Regions from separate parts of the Macaca mulatta genome. Here all the other regions are linked to region 1. Evidence: chromatin contacts called from public Hi-C data. All regions are on one chromosome and are shown on one strand. Each heading gives the region's core, a stretch centred on a gene start, on an enhancer-like site or on the middle of the called end of the contact. The rest is flanking DNA. Distances are from core to core; before and after follow the strand shown. Region 1 holds the start of ANG (angiogenin). Region 2 holds the start of ZNF219 (zinc finger protein 219). Region 3 holds the start of PIP4P1 (phosphatidylinositol-4,5-bisphosphate 4-phosphatase 1).

Evidence for each region. Hi-C and Micro-C count contacts between places; a contact is called where the count stands out from the background.
Region 2: a contact with region 1 is called in a Hi-C map of fetal cortex germinal zone, with 2.7 times the contacts expected there. The contact joins the promoter of ZNF219 here to the promoter of ANG in region 1. A contact is called at or near these places in 2 of 14 Hi-C or Micro-C datasets (fetal cortex germinal zone and fetal cortical plate).
Region 3: a contact with region 1 is called in a Hi-C map of fetal cortex germinal zone, with 3 times the contacts expected there. The contact joins the promoter of PIP4P1 here to the promoter of ANG in region 1. A contact is called at or near these places in 3 of 14 Hi-C or Micro-C datasets (fetal cortex germinal zone, fetal cortical plate and liver).

The regions. Positions count from the first base shown.
Region 1 is chr7:93,529,791-93,533,269 of T2T-MMU8v2.0, reverse strand. ANG (angiogenin) reads right to left here and starts at 1,644. Exons shown (of 2, transcript XM_077940572.1): 1 at 1,557-1,644. It overlaps RNASE4 (ribonuclease A family member 4), which reads right to left. Exons shown (of 3, transcript NM_001261770.1): 2 at 1,495-1,667. It overlaps TRNAY-GUA (transfer RNA tyrosine (anticodon GUA)), which reads right to left and starts at 2,971; the gene lies at 2,883-2,971. It overlaps TRNAP-UGG (transfer RNA proline (anticodon UGG)), which reads right to left and starts at 2,235; the gene lies at 2,164-2,235.
Region 2 is chr7:93,953,355-93,956,833 of T2T-MMU8v2.0, reverse strand. It overlaps ZNF219 (zinc finger protein 219), which reads left to right and starts at 1,576. Exons shown (of 5, transcript XM_028851380.2): 1 at 1,576-1,788. TMEM253 (transmembrane protein 253) reads right to left here. Exons shown (of 8, transcript XM_077940559.1): 8 at 2,571-3,148. The coding sequence ends at 3,029. It also overlaps the pseudogene LOC100428628.
Region 3 is chr7:93,260,548-93,264,026 of T2T-MMU8v2.0, reverse strand. PIP4P1 (phosphatidylinositol-4,5-bisphosphate 4-phosphatase 1) reads left to right here and starts at 1,574. Exons shown (of 7, transcript NM_001194893.2): 1 at 1,574-1,993; 2 at 2,336-2,526; 3 at 2,880-2,986; 4 at 3,434-3,479. The coding sequence starts at 1,852.

The DNA of each region.
Region 1 (3,479 bases), core at 395-2,894:
ACATTACTAGAGTGCCTCATATCCTGTTTCTAACATCGCACCACTCCATGCAGTCACAGAACAATAGTGGGAGGGGCCTCTGAGACCGTCTGTCCACCCCTCATACTAAAGAAAAGGCAACTGAGGAACAGAGAAAGAGACATGTATTGCCCAAGGAACTAACTCATGGCATTCGCGGGACTAGAAGCTTTCCAATGCACCACACAACTGTTTTTTTTGTTGTTGTTGTTGTTTTGAGATGGAGTCTTGCTCTGTCACCCAGGCTATCGGCTCACTGCAACCTCTGCCTCCCAGGTTCAAGGGATTCTCGTGTTTCAGCCTCCCCAGTAGCTGGGATTACAGGAGCTCACCACCGTGCCCAGCTAATTTTTGTATTTTTAGTAGAGACGAGGTGTCACCGTCTTGGCCAGGGTGGTCTCGAACTCCTGATCTCGTGATCCACCCACCTCGGCCTCCCAAAGTGCTGGGATTACAAGCATAAGCCATCGTGCCAGGTCCACACAACTTTTATTTTCCATACTAGTACTGTCTAGACAATCAAAGCTAACTTTAAAGGGGCCACTGAAAGTTGCTGTTCAAAGGAAACCTACAGTGACTATTACCATAAATTCAAAAAATATTTTACTCTGCTTGTCATCCGTAAAAGAATTGCTTGAATTGAAGCGTATGTAACAAACCTATCCTCTTGCAAAACTAATTAGTGGCTCTGTGGTTAAGTAAGTCTTGGAATACCTGCGGCTGCTTCTGGGAAGGTGGTCCTGTGCTGCAGATACATATGTCACTTGGGTTTCTATTGATTACATTATTACTTGATTATAAGATTCTCACTGTCAGGAGGGAGGATCTTGGCTCATCTGAGATTTCCTTAGCCCCCTGAGTGGTGCTGAAATTGTTTTAATAAAGATGTTGCGCTTTACTCATGTGCTGCTGTTAGCATTTGACGTGCTGTCTCAGAGTGAAAAAACGGAGGATCCCAGCCTTCCAGTAGGAAGGCTTAAAGAGGCTGTTGGCAAGTGTCTCCAAGAATTGCACAACATTTGTTGAGGGTGGGTTAAGGGTGGGGAGGCAGAGGAGAGTAAACAGAAAATACCGATCCCCAAATGTTAGTTACGCTTGCAAAAACTAAGGCCTCCTTCAAAAATCTGGTGATTAACCTGAATAACAAGCAAAGCTTTCTTAGTTGTGGGCAAGTGCAGACCTCCTAGGGCTTCCCTTAGGTTCGGCGATTCTGTGGTCCCCCTCCAAGCCTACTAATCAATAGAAGCTGGCATCTCTGCCCAGCTGCGCAAAGTAAAAACCTGAGTGGGAATGTAAAGTCCTTAACTCATACAAATACTGGACTTTCACCTCCCTCCCCATTCCTCCCTCTCCAGCCCAGTCCCGCAAAAGCCTCCCCGAGGAGTCCCAAGCTGCTTCTACTAGGAAAGAACTCCCCGGCCACAACGCCCCTGATGTAGCTACCAAAGAGCAAGAGGAGCAGGAGTGTGAACGTACCTCGGCCTCTGAACAAGTTGGCAGAAATGGGCAGGACGGTAGAAAGAAGTTTTGTTTCTCACCAGCTTCTTCCTCCCTAGTACGACGATGGGGAGGCCGTAGAAAACGCAAAGATGTTCTTTTGAATCCTGCCTTGCATCTGGGTGGAGTGGCGTGCTTGCGTGAGTGTGTGTACCCGGACGGAGATGGGGGCGTGGTGAGGAGTGGAGGGTAGGCTTACGAGCCTCTGCGTAGCTGGGACCGCGCCCTGCTTCTCCCAGGAGGCCTCTCCCGCCTGCATCCGCCCTTGGAGCTGGCGCTGCAGCAGCCCCTCCCCAGGGGCCGCAGGGGCACCCCAGGCAAAGAACGAGTCTAGGATCCACGCTCCTTCCTCAGCTGGAACCCAACGGGCAGCAGCCGCGAGCGCACTGCCTCCACGGAGAGCAGATGGCGGGAAACTGGCTTCTGCTCCCAAGAGCCAGGCGGCCCTTAGGAGACTACTCCTGGCTGAGTGTCCAGGAACCCATGAAGCTCGGTCTTGACACTGGTCGGCAGCCCCATCTGCCACGTACTTATTTGGTGCTGCTTTCTTTAGCAGGACAGCCCAAAACGAGACAGTCTGTATTTCAAATTTAACGGAAACTTTTTTCAGTAGTTGCCAAAAGAGGGTGGAAAAAACAGTAAACCTGAGGGCTCGTCCGGGATTTGAACCCGGGACCTCTCGCACCCAAAGCGAGAATCATACCCCTAGACCAACGAGCCACCGTGTTAGAGGTGGCTTCATATTACTCTGAATTTCTGTTTTCCGCCTGCCGTTCTGAAGGTTTTTCTGTTTTTGTTTTTTTTCTTTGTTGTGACATTTCCCTTTGGCCTTATTTAGTTATTCCTTCCATCTTTACCAAGTTTCAAGTATGGCTTATTGTCTGGCTTATTCTCCTCGATCCAGACGCAGGATGGGGTGAACGAAGGCAACTTTTTAGACTTTAGACATCCTTGCGTCTCACTGAGCCCGGGAAGCGATTTAAGCTCACTAGAGCCTGGTGGGAACCTGGAGGGGTCTGAGATAGAGATCGAGGGCCAGAGCTGAGCTCGGTTGCAAGGCTGTAGGTTACTGAGCCCCAGGACAGACGCGCTCTATGTATATACCTGCCGGCCTTTGGACTTAACGTAGAAGCCAAAATATAACACACTTCGGTAAGATAACGGTGCCTTCCCCCAACGGTTGGATGATTCGGGTCTACTGTCTTTCAGAGCTAGGTAACCAACTTTTCAAGGAGTGATCAACGCAGCTCAACTCGTGGCTAAGCTGTTTCCTTCGGACAAGGGTAAGAGATAGAGATTTCATCACGTTAACATAGGGATGTATTGCGCAAACGAAGAGCTACTGTAAACCCCAAAACATCAACCTCTCCTTCGAGCCGGAATCGAACCAGCGACCTAAGGATGACGACACGCTACGTACTACAGTCCTCCGCTCTACCAGCTGAGCTATCGAAGGGAGTGCGACAAAGAAGCTCCTAAAAATCCCTATTCAAGACATCCTTAACCAGAGACGGGAAACAAATCTGTTTATATCTGGAAAGTGATTATTGCAGAGTCGCAAAGCCAGCTTGTCCAAGGTTCCAACACCTGCGTCCAAGGTTCTGAGGACAATCTTTCTAAAGCTGGATTCCCCTGCTTCACTGAGGGGCTCCCAAGCAGAGCAGATGCCCCTGGAACCTGGACATACCGAGACTGCGCATCCTCTGGGCGCCCGAGGCCTATTGGCCTCACTGGGCGCGGACCCAGGGGCCTCGCGAGCATGGATGCGTGTGTTTGTGTGTAGGGTGGGGACCGGCACCTGGGCGTCGGAGAACTGGGGGCTGACGCGGTGGGACGCACACAATTCTGACCGCGCAACTGTGAACGCCGGAGAGGGCGGGCCTCCAGGCTTAGGCCCGAGCTCTCTGGTGTCCTCACTTCCTGCGCTCCCCTCCCAATCTCGGCTCTTCCGCTTACACGTCCAC
Region 2 (3,479 bases), core at 327-2,826, 420 kb before region 1:
CAGGAGTTCGAGACCATCCTGGCTAACACGGTGAAACCCCGTCTCTACTAAAAAAAAAAAAAAATACAAAAAGCTAGCCGGGCGAGGTGGCTGGCGCCTGTAGTCCCAGCTACTTGGGAGGCTGAGGCAGGAGAATGGCGTAAACCCGGGAGGCGGAGCTTGCAGTGAGCTGAGATCCGGCCCCCGCACTCCAGCCCGGGCGACAGGCGAGACTCCGTCTCAGAAAAAAAAAAAATAAAAAAAAAATAAATAAATAAAGTACTTTTCCTTGTGTGATTTTATTTTAGCCTTGATACTCCAGTAAGGTAGAGAGAATAAATATTATTACCATAACCTCCAAGTGAACAAAATGTAGTTCAGAGAGGTCTGACTTGCCCAAGCAACAGAATTAGAATCTAGGTTTCCTGAGTCCCAGTCCTATTGAGGAAAAATTTCTAGTAAGAACTTAGGGGTTCATGAAACCAAACCAAAGAAGTAGGTATGAGCATAACTGCTGGAACAGATAAATTTCAACTGCTAAGCTGTTCAAAAATCACCACAAACTATTAATACATTTCTTTTTTCTTTTGATACAGTCTCGCTTTGTCTCCCAGGCTGGAGTGCAGTGGTGTGATCTTGGCTCACTGCAACCTCTGCCTCCTGGGTTCAAGCAATTCTCCTGTCTCCAACTCTCGAGTAGCTGGGATTACAGGCACCCACCACCATGCCGGCCTAATTTTTGTAATTTTAGTAGAGACGGCCACCATATTGGTCAAGCTGGTCTTGAACTCCTGACCTCAGGTGATCCACCCATCTTGGTCTCCCAAAGTGCTGGGATTACAGGCGTGAACCTCCCAGCCCCGCCAACTATGTTTCTTTTAATGAAGTATTTCTGCTTCCCCTCTCCTTGCAGGCATTGCCCTTCTGGCCTTCCTTAAGTTGGGTGTGGCTATATGACTTGCTTTGGCCATTGAATGGGTGGAAGTGACATGAATGTATCACTTCACGGCAGCATTTAAGAGTCCATGAAGAATTCTTCATGCTTACTTCCATTCCGAGAGTGGGGGCGGGTGGGTAACTTTAACCTTCATAGTGACAGGGTAGGATCTCAAAATGGTGGCGCTCCATGAGCTTGGGTACCTTAAACATTTGCAATGAACAGAACCCCTTGCCAGCCTACTTTGGACACGGAGTATGAGAAACAAACCTTTGTGGTTTTAAGCCACTGTGGTTTTGGCATTTACCACAGCAGAGCCTAGCCTAATCTGACTGATAGAGGTTAATTTACACGGTCATCAAGCTTCTCTAGGAACTAGAATGCAATATCTAATCTGATCACATCACTAAAACCTGGAAAACAGAACAAATTGTTAATTTTCTTCCCTCAGCTTCCTCATCTACCACCACCTTCTGACTTTCAAGAAAATTACTCTTTTCTCGGCCCTGCACACATGAGCTCTCCATTATTCTGGCAGTTACACTAGGGGAGAGGAAGAAATGCAGAAGGCCTAGATCTTTTCTCCATTCCAGAGCCTGATCCCAGAACTGTCCCCACCCACTAGTACTCACACTTAACCTTGTCATAGGAAGATTATTACCACTCTTCCAAGGTGTCACAAACAGAAAGGAGCTGCAGCGGGCGCCACTGCAATGTCAAGGCAAGGCAGCCAGGCTGCGCTCTATCCTCACTGGTGCCTGGCCCTGGCTAGGCCGGGAGAAGCAGCATTCTCTAGGGAAAGAAGCCTTCTCAAGTGGGAACAAAAATGAGTGTGAGGCCAACAGCCATCCCGGGCACTATGTGAATTTGGGGTGAGTTCTCTTGGTACTCCAGCTCTGGTCAATTTCTAGTTTCTAGCGACTAGCAAGCTGCCCAGCTGCTGCTGCTACTGGGACTCCCAGTTCTCCCGGGCTTTTCCCAAGCCCAAGCGAGCCTGTTATCTTTGCACACTTGCAAAGGTCGTAAACGGTGGGGGTTGAACGCAGCCAGAACTTCAGCAACCCGACCGCAGCGGAGATCAAAGGTCGGCGGGTCAGCCCAGAGGCCGAGCCTGCGCAGTCCCGCTCCCGCGTTGGACATAAAGGGTGGCGGCAGCGCGGGCTCGTTACACCGGCGTGCTCGCAAGAGGCGGGAAAGCGTTAGGCAGAGACGCAGGTCGCAGCGTCCCTCCCTCTGCCTGCCCTATCTACCCGCCTGCCCAGCGAGCCTGTCTTCAGCGCCCAGGCCCTAGGGGAGGGGACTAGAAAGGCCCCGCGCTTCTGACTCATCATCTCCAACCCCTTTCTCGCGCGCGCTCCAAGTCTCAGGACTTCGGACCTGGGCCCTCCTGCGAGGGGGTGCGGCGACAGCATCTGGGAAGCCCCAGCTCTGCCAAGCGTCAGCTCCGAGCCCTCGCCAGTCTCTGAAGCTGCCAGCGCAGGGCTGGGGACCCAGAGCCAGCTCTCTATTGCAGTGGCTGGGGGAGCGGCACGCCAGTGCAGGACCGCCCGCCCGGCTCCTCCCCGAACGCGGGGCCAGTGGTCGCGTCCGAGAAAGCGCTAGGCTAGGCCCCGACTTCCCCGCCTCGCGTCACTCAGCACATCCACAGCGCCCCTACCGCGGAGAGAAGGCTCTTTATTTCCCGGCCGGTCACGGGCTAGTGGGGCATCCTGGGACTTGTAGTCTCCGCTGCAGCAGAAAGGAGACGGATCGAAAGGGGAACTGGGGCACTCCTGAATTGGATTCAGGGAGTTGGCGTGTGCAGGGTCCAGGATTTGGAGTGGATGGGATTATGAAAAGTGGACAGAAAAAAAGAGTGAGACGAGGCAGATGTGAAGCTGTATGGGGAGGTGACAGGGAGGATATGGATGGAAGGGAGAAAGCAGCTTTTCAAGGTGGTAGGTGAGATATATTCTCGTCCAGGTATATCTTCCCCTAACAGGGAAGGAACGCAAAAAGGGCCTGCTCTGAGTGAAAACTGAAGGCATTCCCGGACTTCCTGTTGGACTCAAAGGATCCCAGCAAGCTTCTGAGTTTGGTGGGGTGGGGCAGGAATGTCTGGAGAGCATTCTCTCAGGGTGGAAGGAGAGCAGCACGTGTCTGTTCCCGCTGTCCCGCCCTCTCATTTGCTCCTGTGCTGGCCACCGTGGGACCATTCTCCAAACCAGGAACCTCTTCCAACTCAGAGAAGCCCTGAAAACCAGAGACAGGTGTGAGCAAATTGTAGAGGTGAGAAAGGAGAAATCCCAGACAGAAACAACTGCTTCCTCCTGCCCAATTTTTTATCCTATTTCCCATAGTCCTGCCAATATTTAGGCAGCTTCCTAATGCTTTCCCACTCTTTTAACCTCAATCATTTGGGTTCCCAATTCCCTCTTACCCACCATTAGGGGAGAAATGTCCAAAGCCAGAGAAAGCCAATCAGTTTCATTCTAGGACCTCTTCTCTCCTGCCCCATTGTTTTCCGTTAAATGCCACTGACCAGGATAGCCAGTGGAAAAATTAGTTGGCAGCTAGCTATTCA
Region 3 (3,479 bases), core at 325-2,824, 270 kb after region 1:
TTTTAAGGAGTGTCTTTCACAAAGTGTAGATATTTAAAAACTATTTTTAGGACAGTTTTTGGAATATATGTGTAACTACGGCACAAATAATGAAATCTACTCCAACCTCAGACAATGCTTGAGTGTCCGTGTGCCACAAACAGCAGAAAGAGCAGCAGACTGGCCTCCCTCTATGGAGCTACAACCTCTTCCCTATTTTGTATCTGGAGCTTCCTTAGTTCTTTAAGTGTCTGTTAGGGGCTCTTATCTAACTGGTCGAAGGTTACTAGCTTCTAAGTAGAAGTTGGCCTGAGAAAACCCTGTCTAAAAAAATCAGGAACTAGATGAAGTCTCCAGCCCCTGTAGCAGCCAAGTGCTGGGACGTCAGCAGTTCCTTTGTTATTAAATATTTGGGGCTGGCTGTACTTTCTTTCATGCACATTCCTTCTCAGTGGAGAATCTGCTAGCCAAGCTGACAATGGACCTCCTCGCGGTTTATTGTTTTTATCGATTCCTTGTTGCTTCCCATATTTAAAGCAGTCCCAATTTGGGTTATGACTCGGGAAAAAATCCAAGTGCGGTTCAGGTGCCCATAAAGACCACAGGAGACTTCAGGTAGGGGAGGGAGGCACTGCCCCTTTGCTGGAAGCAAAGTTGAGACAGGTCTAAAGACTGTCCCATCTGTCAAATAACGTGACAAAAATAACCTTGGATTTGATTAATCCAATCAACAAACTGCTAATAACAAATGTTAAAGGTTGGTGGTCATAAAATTGAGTAAAGGTACGGTGGCTTGCGCCTGTAGTCCCTCCCAGCTATTGGGAAGGCTTAGGCGGGATATCAAACCCAGGAATTTGACTCCAGCACAGGCAAGACCCCATCTTTATTGAATTTTTTTTTTTTTTTTTTTTTAGCAAAACGACGAAATCTTCTAGTATTGGAGACACTCATGAAAAGATAATTTAACAATTTGATCAGCAGTGGGGAGAGACGGGCTCTGTAAGGGCAGCTTCCAGGAGAACCGAGTCTTGCGTCCTGTCCCCAAAGTAACTCCAGCGACAAAGGCTGGAGAGATAATCTTAACTTTTTAATCCATTTCCTCCTGGTACATCATTACCCTGACTTTTTAAAGGTATTTCTTCGAGTAGAATGGCTAACTTTGTCTACTGTTCCCCACCGTCCATCTTCTCCCCGCTCTCAAGATCCCTAGTTTCCACACTCCTTGATTGCACCCGCCCAGCCTCCTTTAAAATGCATAAGCCACGCCCCCCATGTTCTGGCGCTAAGTTCGGGCCAATGCAGTTGCGCCGCTAGTATCACAGGACTAGGGAAGGAAAGTCACCAGCCAATAGAAAACCAGTTATAACGCAAAGCCGGAGAAAAGTGTTTCAGTGTTGTCTTTGAACCAATGAGGGGCAGAGCAACAGAGCCCGTGCAGCTTCCAGAAGACCAGTTGAGCAGAAGCAGCCTAGCCCCACCTCCTGGTCTGGAGGTAGCGCGATGGGCGTCGCTCCCAATAGCTTGCAGAACCTCTAGTCACGTGCAGGTTTTGCAAGCCCAGCAGCATCTGGCAGGTCATGTGACAGTTGACGTTTGTGCGACGCTCCCCAATGGAAAAGGAGAGCTGCCTTCACAGGACTAGGAATTGGTTTATCTACGCGAATAACAGCATGACCGGGGCGGGGAGAGCCTATCAAGTGCTGCTAGACGGAACGGGGCGGGGCAGGCCACTGGTTGCGGAGTGAGCTGGGCGCGCGGCGCGCAGGCGCCCTGGGGACCCGGTAGCGGCGGTGGCGGTGGCGGTGGCTGCGGCGACGGCAGAGGCGAAGGGAGCCGGATCGCCGACCTGAGCGGGAGGCGGCGGTGGCGGCCATGGCGGCAGATGGAGAGCGTTCCCCGCTGCTGTCCGAGCCCATCGACGGTGGCGCGGGCGGCAACGGTTTAGTGGGGCCAGGCGGGAGTGGGGCTGGGCCCGGGGGAGGCCTGACCCCCTCCGCACCACCGTACGGAGCCGGTAAACATGCCCCGCCCCAGGGTAAGCCGGGGCGGGTCCGAGGTGCTCCCCGGGGTACTCTGAAAGCCGGGGAGGGGGCGGGACCGAGGGCGGAGGCGGGTCCCAGTCGCCAGGTGCGGGACTGCTGCACCTGTGACTGGGCGAGGCTTCCTTCCCTCCGCAATCGCGACCACAGCGTGGGACGGAAGGGGGTTCTGAGCAACCTGATGCAAGCGCCAATTATGAGAAGCCCTCCGAGCTTGGTCAGAGGGTTGAAGATCAGAAAGACTTCCCTACCACCGTGGAGCATCAGTGGAGGATGTCTGTAAGTGATCCCAGCCCTTCTATTTTCTTCCTCTCCAGCATTTCCCCCGTTCCCCGAGGGACATCCAGCCGTGTTGCCTGGGGAGGACCCACCCCCCTATTCACCCTTAACTAGCCCAGACAGTGGGAGTGCCCCTATGATCACCTGCCGAGTCTGCCAATCTCTCATCAACGTGGAAGGCAAGATGCATCAGCACGTAGTCAAGTGTGGTGTCTGCAATGAAGCCACCGTGAGTTATACATATCTATGAAATGGGCCCTGTTTCCTGGATCCTCTTTCTGATGTCTTGATTCTAGACCCTGACCTTGCGGGTGTTAGCCAAGTGCTCTTGATGATATCCAGGTTTCAGTTCCAGGTGTCTCACACAGCCATTTCCCCAAAAGCCACTCACCAAAGCTAACGTTTACTTTCTCTCACTTCACACCTAGCCTAGTTCCTATTTGCAAATCTCATGTTATAGTCTGTTTTATTTCTCCTTCCTGGCTAGCACCTTATTTTTCTGATCTCATAAAGAGTTTTTGGAGGGAAGTGGAGGGGATTGGGATTAGAGGTTTGCTTGCTGATGACCCTGTTATTCTCTAGCCAATCAAGAATGCACCCCCAGGGAAAAAATATGTTCGATGCCCCTGTAACTGTCTCCTTATCTGCAAAGTGACATCCCAACGGATTGCATGCCCTCGGCCCTACTGGTAAGAGGCATAATGTGGGGAAGGGCATAAGTGGGCAACTGGAAAGTCAAAAAAAGATGAGCGTATATAGAGAATGTAAAGGTGAGAGAGCCTAGTGTTTATTTGGAAGGAGAAAAGACTTTGAAGCATATGCCTCAGGAATGTTACAGCTGTCTTTCTCATTTCTCAATAAAAATATTGGGATGAAATGATGTCATTTAGGAGAATAGACAGCCTTGGGGACTGGGTGTGTTATCCTGAGGTCGGAGGGGAATTGGGGACCTGAAGTTTAAGCAGTGCTCTTTCTTTCTCAAGGATTCTTGAGGGTATACAGTTGGGGGACAGAGTATTTTAAGTGTACAAAGTCGAGTGACTTGATTGGCAGGGAGTGGAGGATGTGAAACAGGGACTGTGTGAAGATTTTTAGGATTAAAAACTTTTCAAACAAAGTCTTTTTCTTTTGTATAGCAAAAGAATCATCAACCTGGGGCCTGTGCATCCCGGACCTCTGAGT